2 separate regions of the Bombyx mori genome follow, and region 1 is linked to region 2. The links are chromatin contacts, called in public Hi-C maps. All regions are on one chromosome and are shown on one strand. Each heading gives the region's core, a stretch centred on a gene start, on an enhancer-like site or on the middle of the called end of the contact. The rest is flanking DNA. Distances are from core to core; before and after follow the strand shown.

The links. Hi-C and Micro-C count contacts between places; a contact is called where the count stands out from the background.
Region 1: a Hi-C map of whole pupa shows a contact between it and region 2, with 2.2 times the contacts expected there. The contact joins the promoter of LOC110384698 here to the promoter of LOC101739856 in region 2. A contact is called at or near these places in 2 of 7 Hi-C or Micro-C datasets (posterior silk gland and whole pupa).

Annotation. Positions count from the first base shown.
Region 1 is chr14:6,269,007-6,271,706 of ASM3026992v2, reverse strand. LOC110384698 (alpha-N-acetylglucosaminidase) reads left to right here and starts at 1,450. Exons shown (of 1, transcript XM_021352013.3): 1 at 1,450-2,700. LOC101739990 (proteasome subunit alpha type-1) reads left to right here. Exons shown (of 6, transcript XM_004922593.4): 5 at 215-400.
Region 2 is chr14:6,022,942-6,025,641 of ASM3026992v2, reverse strand. LOC101739856 (protein FAM114A2) reads left to right here and starts at 1,403. Exons shown (of 10, transcript XM_004922592.5): 1 at 1,403-2,152. The coding sequence starts at 1,970.

The DNA of each region.
Region 1 (2,700 bases), core at 201-2,700, 250 kb before region 2:
ACATTAATTCATCCTGAGCTGGGATTCTTTTCTTTTCTTTAATAAAGATAGTGGTAGAGGATTAAATCTGCATTCCACTCATAAAAGACATGTTACCGAATGAATTGATAACAAAGATAGTGTTATTGAGATTTGAAACTCATTAGCGCTTTACATGCACATTATCCTACAGTTCGTTATGTAATTGCTAATTGTATGTAATGTGATGTTACAGAATGTTTCTATATGTATCGTCGGTCCCAAGACTCCGTTGCGTATATGCGACGAGGAAGAGTTATCTCGACTGTTAGCTCTGGTCGAGGGTGAAGAGAGACGCGGCGGCACCGCGACCGGCGACGCGGGCGCTCCGGGAGGCGCCGCCCCGCGCGACCAGGGGGACGACCGGGACCCACAAGCGGCGGTAAATATACCAATCTTTTCACTACACAAGTCTAAATAGTACCTTTTCTTATTGCTTAGTTTCGCAGCCCACCTGGTGTTAAGTGATTACTGGAGACCATAGACATGTACAACGTAAATGCGCCACCCACCTTAAGATATAAGTTCAAAGGTCTCAGTATAGTTACAACGGCTGCCCCACCCTTCAAACCGAAACGCATTACTGGTTCATAACAGAAATAGGCGGGGTAGTGGTACCTACGCGTGTGGACTCACAAGATGTCCTGCCACCAGTAATTACGCAAATTATAATTTTGCGGGTTTGATTTTTATTACGCGATGTTATTCCTTCACCGTGGAAGTCAATCCAAAATAACTGGTCGGATCACCTGATGTTGTATGATTACCAGAACCTATAAAAAACACTGTGTAAATACAATGAAATCGCAATTTAATTGTAAAATTGCTGTAATGCATGACTACCTTGCTAACCAGAAATAAGCTGGAGGGTTGTCTCTACTCGTAAGTATCAGTGTCCCACCAATACCAGTGGATGATAATAGGCATAGGACTAAGCGTAATTACTTTCAGTAATTTAAGAGTTTTCTGGTTATATTTCTTACCGTGAAATATATAGTGTTAAAGAAAAAACCCAGGACACACTTGTTGATATGCAACGGTATTAGAATAACAAACAAAATAAAAAGTGTTTTTAACTAAATTATAAAGATCAGTCAATCACAGTGTTATTGTTTATTTTTTATAATGCGCTTGAAGGAGCCACAGTTCCCAAGATACTGGCTACGTTACCTCGTTGGACAGCCAGACTCACTCTCTGTGCAAAGTACATAAGTATTTTCATAATATTAATTTATGAAATTACTCAATTAAAAAAAATTGTGTAGCCACTATACTAAAACTAATCAATAATCATTGTGTCATTGTGTTGGCCAATCCTTGGGTTTTAAGTGTGAAGTCTGATTCAGTTGTAATGTGCGAATTAGATATAATTTATCAGTAGAATCAGCTATAGTTGAGCTACCTTAATAATAAAATTTTTTTTGGGGGTCTTGCTTTTACAACAAAATCGCACAAAACATTCAATTTTCTATATAGAGAACTAAATTTACGAAGACAATCAAGTAACTTTTGTGTATTACGAAGTCAATGAATTCCTAACAGACGGCACGTTTTCGGAATTTCGTGTCGGCACTGGATTGGTTCATTTTATGTTTCTATTTTTTTTATAATATACTAGCGGACCCAGCGAACTTTGTTCCGCCACACGGTTTGTTTCACACACATCAACCGGTTAACTTCAAAATTCTACTATAATTACCCATAGAATATATTATTATTACGTTTAGCTGTCAGTTACGTTTTGTTATTCCATATCAGTTGCGTTTTGTCATACCACGATTTATGTCACGTCCCATGGGAATTGATAAAGAGTATCCTATGTCCTTCTCCTGGTTCTAAGCTACCTCTTCAGCAATTTTCAGCCAAATCAGTTCAGCCGTTCTCGAGTTATAAATAGTGTAACTAACACGACTTTCTTTTATATATATAGATTAAATCATCATCATGAAATCATCATAATATATTAAATCTTCGATCATCTCACAATCTTCTTCTTCGCTGTCCTCCACATAGTTCTGACTTTTTACATTCTTCCTTCACTATTTAGTCTATTCTTCTATGGAATGCGCTCCCACTCAAAATAAGGTGGGCCACTACACGTGAAGCGTTAAGACGAAGGTTCGAGAACTGTTTCTCAGAGAGTTAGCAGAGTCATCTAATTGCTATATATTTATGTATATGTATTTATATCTATCAATATTATGTATGTTATATATACACATATGTTTAAGTAATATCACCTTCACACTACACCTACCAAGGTTCATCTCTGCACCCCCTAAGGTATACTGTCAGAGAATGCGCATGGCATTAAGTCCGCCTTTATACTGTCTAGTATATAAAGTTATAAATAAATCAAAAAAACATCCCACAATGTTTCAACACAAAAACTCTACAGTCAATGTATTTAGCCCACATTAACATACGGCGCAGAAACATGGTTCCTTACAGGTGAGACCGTGTATAGAATGGGCGTTTCAAAGTAAGCGATGAATCACTCTAAGCTAGCAATCGGGTCTGTACTACCCACATTAGAAGCCAAACAATATTATAGATATTTGTTAGAGAGTAGCAGATCCGAAATGGAGTTGGGCTGGAGACTTGGCAGGACGAAATGATAATAGATGGAGTAAGACAGTGACGGAATGGTGGCCAAGCTCATAGACGTAAAGGACTTCTCCT
Region 2 (2,700 bases), core at 154-2,653:
AAGCGGTTCCTAATACTCAATAGACAGCCTATGTTTGGAAAATAAGCTTATAAAGTTTACGTATTAATTTCTTTCGCCTTAAAGCGTCATTACCATAGACCTATATAGTAGGGACACGACATATTGTTCTATACGTACAATTGCTTTTATAAATAGCACCCATTTTGAAGGCATACACATAAACATATATCTATCTTGTTCTTACTCAGCACTTTAACTCGCAGGAAAATAATATAACAGTATTTCAGTGCGTACAGAAAATTAAACATGAATATACGTAAATGTCTAATGAGGCTGAAAATCCGCCATGTGTAGCGCACCAAATGTCATTGTCACGTCAGTTCGGCGTCTGTTTTGGGATGTACATTATTTATTGACTTTGATATCGATTTAATATGATTACCTATATAAAATTTCTTATTTTATCATGCTTAAAACATACAAAAATAATAATTAAAACATATTTTATATAGGATCTCAAGAAAGTTGATGCCCCAAAACTATTATCTATATATATTTAAATTCATTATGAAGCCCTCATCCGAAAATTTTTTCGGTCGGAATCTATTGATCATGACACTAATCATAAATACCTCTTAATAAAATATGTCATCAAAACATATTTAGACATTCTGTATAGATATTTCGGGAAAAGGCAAAGGGAAAACCATTTGAATCACTCTCAAGTGAGAGTGATTCAAATGGTGCGGCGCACCTTCCTTGAGGTGCGCTGCAGTAGTGTGTTACGGACTTTAGAGTCAGCAAAACAATTAAAATAGATTGTAATAGTCTAAAAAAAACACGTACTCAAAATACGATAACATTTAGCATGCTAGAAATGGGCAGATGGCACTGTACTACGCAATATCTTTATGTTTTGCGGCAAACGACAACTTTATAAAATCAGTGTAGCAAATTTAAAAAATCGTCATATTGTTTACTTGGCAAATTTGAAGCACGAACTCGTCTTAGATTTCACATAATATCTAAATCACATCATCTTTGCACATAACAATATACTTACTTCCTATTAAAGTATAAATTCTACAAATAATTCATACTCAACAATATTTCAAATAAAATGAGCCAAGAACGTTTATCGATAAAACCTACTAACATTAAAATCTTCTGGGCAGCACTAAAACCGCCATGTTTTGTAGCCAGATAACGTCACAGTGGCAGGAATTTTTGTTGACGTTTCATATCCATAGGTTTCCTACTTCAGTGGTCATTACGGATCCTCCCGATCCATTAACGGGGCTTTTAGGTACCACAAGTATCGGTCACGGTCCTCGTCGCACCCGTCGCTTGCGACGAAGGGCTCGACGAGCGAATTAACCCATAGACACAGCCCATTAAGTTTCTCGCCGGATCTTCTCAGTGCGTCGCGTTTCGGATCCGGTGGTAGATTCTGCAAAGCACTAATCTTGCCAGGGCCAGTGTTAGCAACACTCCGGTTTGAGCCCCCGTGAGCTCACCTACACGTTAGGGTGAAGCTGAAATAACCTCTTAAGGCTAGCAGCACAGGAAGGAACTTTCATACGAACTAAAAAATTTCCTGCAGATAAGCAACGAACATTCTGTCTAAATCTTCTGTATTTTGTTCAGGTAGTGAAGGTAAGACGCTCAGTGCAATTTTAAAATCAGTCAGTAAAAGAAAAACATGAATTTTTTTTTAAGAGGTCCCACCCACAGTCCCGACCCACTGAGGAGGTCCGGCGAGAAATTCAGTGGGCTGTGTCTGCGGGTTAATATTATGAAAGACTTGGCTGTACCTATTATGTTTTCTTTGCCTGTTCTATGTCTTTACCAAAGAATAAATCAAAAGTCAATGTCAAGTGTTGGCAATTTCATCATAACACGCAAAAATAAGTAGGAACCAATTTTTTTTTCAATGGAATAAAGGATATTTTCCTTAGTTAATAGTTATTTATTGGCTTATGTATTATTAAAAAGTAATTCCTTCGAAATGGCTACAAGTGATAGTGAAGATTTTGAAAGTGCCGACGAGGGACAAAATACACCGATAAAAAAGGATAGAAAAGAGCGATTATCGTCCTCTAATTATACCGAAAATAGTCGGGAATTGGACCACAAAACAAAAAAAACACAATCTTCATCTACCGACACTGTGAAAAACAAAGAGGAACCTGTAAGTCATGCCTTCCTTCATGCTCATTTTTAAAGTTTTCCAGGAACATACAATACTGTCTATATCGCTTTTTATGTATACATCGGAACATAAGGTGTCTTTTAAGTAAAATTAAAGTTGGGGTCCCACTAGTTTTGTTTCAATATAATTCATGTTGAGCTTTATTTAGGAAATTTTATTTTTTAGTCAACAGCTGTTATTCAAATTTACTATAGAAAATTTTGCGTGTAATCTATATTCCGTTACGCTATCTATTTTGTCAACTTTACTGTGTATAATCTAACAGTATCCATTAAATTATCATCCAAAAACTATATACTAACAAAGTCATGGTAAATGAGATTATAAAGAAATATTTTTTTTGGGAGAACTAATCATAAATGCATATTCCTTGATATAAATCATTTAAGTATGGGTTTTTTAAGTAAGTTTAAAAAAAGGAGTGTCATTTTTAATTTCAATTTAGTGAAAGTTCAGTACGATAAATCAGTACAACTTATAATGGCATTTGATAATTCGGCAAAATTATATGACAACATGAATACATT